Linked DNA regions of Arabidopsis thaliana: region 1 is linked to region 2. A link is a contact called in public targeted proximity ligation data. All regions are on one chromosome and are shown on one strand. The core of a region is the stretch at or near the end of the contact, and the rest is flanking DNA. Distances in the headings are between cores, read along the strand shown.

Region 1 (4,349 bases), core at 1,445-3,944, 35 kb before region 2:
AACGAAGAGAAACAAAAGGTAGCTAGGCTCCTCTTCAGCTATGAAGGACAAGGCAGGCTAAAAGTCTCAAGCATTATGCCAAGAGACAAACACCCTAAACAAAACAAAGTATAAGAAGATGGCTTCTCATTTTGACTCTTCTAAGTCCTCAATGACAGCGTGAAAGGACACAATTTTAGGGTCTTGAAAAGCTCTCTGGTCTTATGGCTCATCTGTAAGGCTCAAACCAATCGGTTGTGTAGAGTACAACAAACAAAATAATTGAATAGTATGTTGGTTTGTCATCTGCGTGAAGAGAGATGTGTTTAGGATGGTGGCTGCCATGTCCCGGGCCTAAATGATGATCCAGATCCTGATGGCTCTGTTGTCCTGCATCATCATCAACATCAACATTAACATTAGTTTAATTTAAAGCATACCAAACACAATACATAACTTATGTTCATAGAGAACAGTTTCAGCATAGTAGCAGTCTGTAACTATCAGAAAGAACGAGTCATGTTTCGTATCCGTGAGCTAGAATCTGAACTTTAGGATTAACAATGTCAAGTTGGCTAGACTTACTTTGGTTCGGGTGGTTCTGCAGAAACTATCTCGGGTTCATGTTCCTTGGCCCTGTAAAGCAATGTGAGAACATGTGGTTATGTTAGTCTTCTGAAAGATGTTGTGCTTTGCATCCAGGAAAAAATAGAATGTAAGAAGATTTAACACATATATGATTAGTGCGGAGATATTATGAATCATGATGACTCACCTTGATTTATCTGCTTCTTCACTAGCTTCCTCTGGTTCACCACCTTAAAGCATTAACAAAAAAAGGAAATAAACTTAACTGTCAGTCTTACTTCCACGACTTTATGGTCGAACCATAATCTCTTTTAAGGTTATAAGAAATCTAGCAACTGTAGTAACCTCAGCCCTTGAATCAACAAATGACTTAAACGATATATAATGGTGCATGAGAACAATTTTGTTGCCCTTTTAAGCTACCGCAATCATAATGGTTATATGGGGAACATTCAAAAGATGTTTCTTTCACAAAACTATTATAATCATCAGCCAATGGACACCATTTCATGGGTCAAACACCACAAAAATATAAACGCATATCCATCATAATCTCTATCAAATTTACACAAGGGATTCCTAAGAAGTTAGTCATCAGCATCTATGGTGACTCAATTAATCTATTGGCAGAGAAAATGTAATACCTTTTGAATCTGGTGGAAATTGGCGAACAAAGCTTGTCAAATCTGGACCATCAACTTTACCTTTACACAAGGAGACCGAACATTAAGCTACCAATTCATAAATGAAACAAATTTTCTGGGCTCTAATGTTAATTACCAATGGTGATTTTGCGTCCGGTGCCTACTCTGGCTTTCTTCTCCTCCTCTTCCTTCTTGAGAACTTGACAAGGAAATAAAGGCAAAAGAAAAACGATAAATGTTTTGCCTTGAACTTGAGCGACATATTAAATGGAAAATTTGCATACGGATTTCTTGACTTGCTAACACAGAAACAGAAATAATTCTTGACTTTGTTCATTCACAACTTCGAAGTTCATAAAATCAAGTCCTCAAAGTCATAAACTGTTTGCAGTAAGGATCAATGACACAAGGAAATAATAATTTTAAGACGTTTAAAAGGATATAAGTTTAGAAAATGTATTTATAAGCTGAAACACCTACGAGCAACATTAAGCTTTACACGCTCACGCCTTGCTTCAAGTTCAATCATTTCCTGAACCAATAACAAACACCAATATCAAAGGCCAAGCATAGCCAGTCTGTATGCAATGAAAAACTTCCATGGTAAGAACACTATGCTGACCACAAATAATTCTGGTTAAAAAGGAGTTTATCTTACCTCAGGAGTAGGAGCCCTTTTTCGCTGCCCATTCAGCCAACAAATCCATTCAACTACAACATTGATCAAACAAAAATGTAACTAGATTCGTGTATACATGCCATATATCTTATAGATGTGCTTATTTCAGATCTGACATCACTCAAGTAAATGAATATATGGTCGTATATAACAACCCATTTTATGTTTTAAAGAAGAGTTACCAGGAATAGAGGTTGGGTCCTCCTCTCGTCTAAACTTGACCCATCTTTTCTCCTTCACTGGATAGTAGAAAGAAGCACATCAGAATATATTACTCTACAAATGGATTCTACAAGAGTCTTAATATTCGTTTTGATCATCTAAATAACCTCTGTTAGTTTCATTTTACATGATCACACTTAGCTGAATCTTTTCATGTATGAAAAGAAGCAGACAATGTTCTTTAAAACAATACGATATTAATTTTTCTAAATCCATTTGCTTCACTGCAACTCGCGATATGCAAAGACAGCTGATTCATCAAATCGTACGGAGAAAACCAAAGAAATTCAGCAACTTGACAAATTTAAGAGATACATAAATTTCACGCAATAACCAAATTCCAACATAAATCAAACAAAAAAAAAGATTTTTTAAGGAAATAAGAGGTTGGAAGAACAATACTCGCCGAATCCGTCAATCTCCTCCATTCTGGAAAAGTACTTGTTACCAGTCTTGTCTACTCCGATAAAACTCTTGCTACTGAACAATCCCGCAAATCTCGCCCATAGCCTCGACATAGCTTCTCCCGCCGATTTCTTCTTCGTATGATCCAAAAACTCAAACACAACACACCCAGAAGAATGAATTGTTCCCCAATCGAGTCTGCTCCGTCCGGATCAAAAAGAATCCGACCCGGTAACGGGTATTTAATGTGGAAGAATATCCGACCCGATTAATCACCGGTTTAATTAAATGAACCAGGGATTGGAATACACCGGTTTAAGTTTCAGGATTAGCTGGTTATCGAACGTACGTATCGTATTCTTACTTATTCAAAACAAAACCTTAATTTTAATTTTCCCGCCTCTCGAATTCCCAATTCCAGTTTTCCCGCCTCTCCATCACACCCACTCCTTCCTTTACAAAGAGCCCCCCTTCGTTTCCCCAATCATCCTTTCTCAGGTCCCTCACAATCCTCTTCTACACCATGAAAGGAATCTCCAGATCGCCGGTGAGAAGAAACGACGGTTTCCATCGTTACATGAAACCAGGGGCTCTGGCTCAGATCCGTAACGCTAGAATCAACAACGCTAGATCCAATTTCCCCCTGACTCGTTCTCTCTCGGACCCAGTCGACCCGCCTTCATCATCTTCCGAGAGTCCTATTGCCGCGACGCCGCAGACGATAACTATGGATCAGATGCCCCATCTCTTGAGCAAGATCTACGGTCCGTATCGAATCGGTAGGAAGAAACTTGGCCCTGCGAGATCTGCGATGGTGAAATTGAACCCTTCTCCAAATTCTATACTCGAATCTATTAATGGTAACAGCAACGTACTGAACAATAATGATGTTTTAGTTGCTCATTGAATGAAGCTTAAAGTGAAATTTCCCTTCTTCTGTAGATTACTTTGTAACTGATACTCTTTGGGGAAATATCTTCACTACTCATCAGACTTTTATAAATACCAGAATCTCATTCATGTTTCTTCACCATCTATCAGTAGATTGATATCACTTTGTTAATTGAATTCATATTCCCTGTTTGGCTTAGATCATAGATTACTCCTACATGTTTATTATACATGTTCTGTTGTTATATGGATCATTTCTCAGACTTTAACCTAATTATCTAGACTTGATTTTGAAGTAAATCAACCCTTGATAAGGGGATACAAGATTGATCTCATATATAATGTCTATCATTCCTCTGATTACAAATCGATATATGGGTCTCATTTGGTTTCAAGGATTGAAGCATATGCGAGTTATACGGGTCATGCTTTTTATAGCCTCAACATCTTATTGTTGCATCTCCTTTATGATGACTATGTTTTCTGTCGATGAATGAATGTGGGCAAATTTATTGGTTAGTCAGTAATCTTGAAATTTGATATCCAATATCGTGAGCGATGTTGGATTTCTCTAGACAAATGTAGTGGGAAATTTAGAATGAGAATGAAAACTTGAAAGAAATTGGAACAACAACGACGAACAATTGTCATAGTGTATAAAAGGTTAAAATAAGACGACCATATTTTGACGATAACGGAAAATCAAGACGATTATAAAATCGGAGAAACCAGAAAATCAAAAACCGAGATGTGACGTGTGTATTTATTAGATCAGCGCCGGTTTACCGGAAAAGGATAGATCCCATACAACAATATCTAAAATCAACATAAACCTCTAAAACCCCCAAGTATCGACAACAAAACGATTAGAGATCAGAAAAGTAAAACCCCCAAACCCAAAGAATCCAAGGAAACAATTATAAAATCCAAGACCAAGACTT
Region 2 (4,341 bases), core at 1,679-4,178:
AAAAGCCCAAATAGTACTGCTCCTTAATAATTTAAAGGTTACAACACATACATAGTTTAAAGATAACTAAACACCTAACGAACTGCACCAAAAAAATAACTTAGAAATCGGGAGCGGGGACAATTATCAAAGATAGATATTAAGGGAGCGAGCCTTTGAGAGTCGCCAGGGAAGAGCAATGATATTAGGGAGTGAGCCTTTGAGAGTCACGAGGGAATAGCGAAGTTTTGCGGATGTTATTGAGGGCACATAAGAGCATTACCACACGCTCCAGCCCCACTCCGAATCCACCGTGAGGTGGTGCACCGTACCTGTAAACATGCAGCCACTCGTCAACTCAACTCAACTCATAGTAGGAACCCAACTGGATCGATCAGTTTGTGGTTACCTGAATGCATCAATGTACGTGGATATTGTCTTGACATCAATGCCGCATTCTCTTGCGCGCTTCTCCAAGAGTTCTGGGTCATGGATACGTTGAGCTCCTGACATGATCTCCTCTCCTATAAGACAGAAAGCTCAAATTTAGTATTATTAAATCAAGTGTAGAAGTAACATAATTGGGTGACAAACTCATAGATGCACGCACCTCTGATGAAGACATCGAAAGAGTTGCTGTAGTTAGAATCATTTTCATAGGGCATAGTGTAGAACGGTCTGACAGCCGATGGATAGCGATGCAGCATGTAGAACTCCGTCTTGTACTTTTCCAGAACAAGCTGGCCAAGTTTCCTCTCAGATTCTGTATTTAGATCACCAAGAGGATCAACCTCCTCGCCAGCTTCCTGTCAAGATGACCCAACTATTATTTATTCATAGTCTAACTCATCAAGTTGGATGCAAAAAAAATCCTGTCATACCTTAAGCATTTGAATCCCTTCTGCAAAGGTTAGCCTCAATGTTTGCGGAAGAAACTACAAGTTTAGTGCCAATCATCAGTATCCAACACAAAAGAAACTCAGTTTTTTCCTAAGAATCCAAAAGATAGATTACCTTCAAAGATTGAAAAGGGTATTGCTTTCTGACAGATTCAAGTTCCTTTGGGCACCTTTCTTCTATTTTTGTGAATATGAACGGAAACAACTCCCCCACAAGATCCATTATCTGCACCAATTATAAGCACTAGTGAAGAGATGAAATATTATTAATATCTTAACAGTAGCACAATCATACATACCTCAGAGTAGTGCATTCGAATCTCCATCTCCACATCAAGACCAACGAATTCACACAGGTGTCTATGAGTGAAGGAGTCTTCAGCTCTGAAAACAGGACCAACCTCAAAGACGCGTCGCATGTCACCACATATCGCCATCTGCTTATGAAGCTGAGGAGACTGAGCCAGACAAGCAGGCTGCCCTTTGTAGTCCAACCTAAACACAGCAGAACCTCCTTCACTACTGCCAGCGATCAATTTCGGTGTGTGGATTTCAAGAAACCCCTTGGATTGTAAGTATTCTCTGAACGCCTACACAAACAATTAAATCATGCAATGAACTATTAGGATAATGACAAATCATATCCTAGTTGACACTAACTAGCTATAATCCTCCATGTTGCATATCAAATCAGAGCTTACAATTTGGACTTGGCACTGAATACGGAAGATGGCTTGATTAGCCGGTGTTCTGATGTCAAGAACCCTATTATTCAAACGTGTGTCCTGAAGGACACGAGCAGCTTGTTTGCCATCCTGCAGCAGCTCTCTTATGAAGGAATATATAAATAATCATAAGCAGCTCCAAATCTTAAAACATTATTCTACCTTGCCAGATTTTTCAATATCTGATTCACTACGAGCAGCATCCTCCACAACAAGTGGTAAATTTGGCAAGGATCTGCTGAGGCAGTACATTTTTCTGACATGTATTTCAACCTGCAACAACATTATCGATGAGTTCATGTATGTCGCTATTCGAATCAATCAAAGAAAAAAAGGAAACCTGCTGGGTGGTTCCTGTGAGAGGCTTCTTAGGGTGAGAGACGACACCGATAAGCTCAACAACAGATTCACGACTCAGCTGCTTGACAAATTTAATCATGTTTGCACCAACTCTGGTCTCCTCCACCACGCATTGAACCGTGAATCCACTTTCCCTCAAGATCACAAACAATTTGGTACCGACTAAGCGATTCTTGTGCAGTCGACCTCTGATCGAAACCTCTGACCCCACAATCTCTTCAACCAAGTTGCTCACATCAGTGAGCTCTTTTCCCTCAACAGCCGACTGCAACTCGTTAGTAGTCACGTCACCGTAGTTGCTGGAACACGATTCATCCTCCTCCTCCAGAGAAAGAGATGATGATGTGGCTTCTTCTCGTTCCTGTTTACGGAGCAACTTCTCCAGTTTAGCGGCTCGCTTCTTTGACTCTTTCTTGCTTATTTTTTCTCCACATTCCTCCAAAACCTCTGATCCCACCATCTCTTCTCCAGTAAATTGATAGCTGCGGCAGAGAGAGAGAGAATGAGAATAAGATAACTCTTTTTGAGCTAGGGTAGATAACTATTGTTGGGCTTGAAAGGCCCACAAAACATATTGGTCCAGCGAAGACCCATGTAAAGCACAAGTTGAATTGATTTGAAGTTTACAGTGATAATAATTTTTTTTTTCTTTTTTTTTTCACTGATTTATTGGATATTGTCAAAGACTTTTACAAACCCACAAATGGGCTTAACATAAGACCCAAAAAAGTACAAACAGAATACATGAAATTCGAAAAATATATACAGAAGTGAAAATTAAAACATGAATAAGAGGTGGGTGTAATTTTACATTGAATGATGTTATGTCCAATCAATAAGTGGTGGGTGTGGGTGTAATTTTGAATCCCATAACGTTTTGAAAGGGTATATATAAAAACACAATTTTGATATTGTTTATGCAATAAAGATTCCAATAATCTCGTGAATTGATGACTATATACATCAACCCTTACATGTGTCTCTGCCTTGGAAATTTTGATTAAAAGTGAAGAGATAAATAATCGCAATTAGTATTGAACGTGTGGACCGTGAATTATCCAATTAAAGGCCATAAACTAATTTACGTGACAAAAACATTACTCCCGAAGAAGCCCAAATTGACGACAGGCGTTAGTGGCGATTGGCGATGGCAGCTCCTGCGGTGGAGGCAACCGTCGCAAGTGCTCTCCGCTCTGTGATTCTTAGAGCTCGTAAGGCGGCGGAGCAAGTAGGAAGAGATCCCGAGCGGGTCAGGGTCCTTCCAGTCTCCAAGACTAAACCCGTCTCACTTATCCGCCAAATCTACGACGCAGGTCACCGTTGCTTCGGCGAGAATTACGTTCAAGAAATCATCGATAAAGCTCCACAGGTTCCTCTCTCCAATCCTTGTTATCTTCACTAGATAATCGATTTCATTTCAAAATCCGAATGTTTATCCTTCAATCACTAACTACTATGTGTCTCTCCATTTTCTGGGAATGTGATATATTTTGTGCTTTTGATGATGCTAATGGAGCTTCTCCTTCACTTTGTTTGATTGATATACAGCTTCCGGAAGATATAGAGTGGCATTTCGTGGGGCATTTACAGAGCAACAAAGCCAAAACGCTATTGAGTCTGACTTTTATCCCCATCTTTAATATTGAATTAGGGGTTTAGTGAAAGTGAAAGTCGTTTAATCCAATGTTTGCAGCTGGAGTCCCAAATTTGGCAATGGTTCATGGTGTGGATGGAGAAAAGGTATTATAACTAGCGATTAGAGGTTGTTGTGGCGTTTAACTTGCACAATTCACTTTACTAGGAGGTTATTTTGGTTATACAATCACTTGGGATTGATTTCACAGGTAGCAAATCATCTAGATCGAGCTGTTTCAAATCTTGGGAGACATCCACTAAAGGTTTTGGTCCAAGTGAACACAAGCGGAGAAGTTTGTGAGTATTTTACCTCTATGCTGATTTCCTTGTCCAGCCTCTTCAGTTGGCTGACTGATTGATTATGGATGCAGCTAAATCTGGAATCGAACCTTCTAGCGTTGTAGAGCTAGCAAGACATGTGAAACATCACTGTCCAAATCTGGTATTCTCCGGATTAATGACTATTGGGATGCCTGATTATACGTCTACCCCAGAGAACTTCAGGGTATTCTACTACTTGATTGGATACTTGTTTTACGTGTTCTCGGGTTATTCCTACAAGTTTTACTTACCAAGGTTTATTCTTTTCCCCATAAACCGGGACAGACACTTTCAAACTGTAGAGCTGATGTATGCAAGGCACTTGGAATGGCTGAGGATCAATTTGAACTGTCCATGGGCATGTCTGGTGACTTCGAGCTAGCGGTAATATCTTTGTCTCTCTTCTAATATCGAAAATGCAA

Evidence for each region.
Region 1: a targeted proximity ligation map of shoot shows a contact between it and region 2, with 16 read pairs. A contact is called at or near these places in 6 of 26 Hi-C or Micro-C datasets (callus, cotyledon, leaf and 3 more), 1 of 2 datasets of targeted methods (shoot) and 1 of 3 other capture datasets (root).

What each region holds. Positions count from the first base shown.
Region 1 is chr4:13,537,998-13,542,346 of TAIR10.1, reverse strand. It overlaps AT4G26960, which reads left to right and starts at 2,694. Exons shown (of 2, transcript NM_118830.3): 1 at 2,694-2,755; 2 at 3,016-3,678. The coding sequence starts at 2,694. The coding sequence ends at 3,424. It overlaps AT4G26965 (NADH:ubiquinone oxidoreductase, 17.2kDa subunit), which reads right to left and starts at 2,842. Exons shown (of 9, transcript NM_179124.2): 1 at 2,519-2,842; 2 at 2,073-2,129; 3 at 1,870-1,922; 4 at 1,692-1,743; 5 at 1,348-1,410; 6 at 1,212-1,271; 7 at 755-797; 8 at 565-615; 9 at 1-369. The coding sequence starts at 2,630. The coding sequence ends at 306.
Region 2 is chr4:13,503,463-13,507,803 of TAIR10.1, reverse strand. It overlaps AT4G26860 (Putative pyridoxal phosphate-dependent enzyme, YBL036C type), which reads left to right and starts at 2,928. Exons shown (of 7, transcript NM_118820.7): 1 at 2,928-3,332; 2 at 3,512-3,578; 3 at 3,657-3,703; 4 at 3,808-3,895; 5 at 3,970-4,103; 6 at 4,205-4,303. The coding sequence starts at 3,111. It overlaps AT4G26870 (Class II aminoacyl-tRNA and biotin synthetases superfamily protein), which reads right to left and starts at 2,513. Exons shown (of 9, transcript NM_118821.6): 1 at 1,944-2,513; 2 at 1,766-1,876; 3 at 1,580-1,693; 4 at 1,178-1,468; 5 at 994-1,104; 6 at 861-914; 7 at 590-785; 8 at 389-503; 9 at 1-311. The coding sequence starts at 2,423. The coding sequence ends at 185.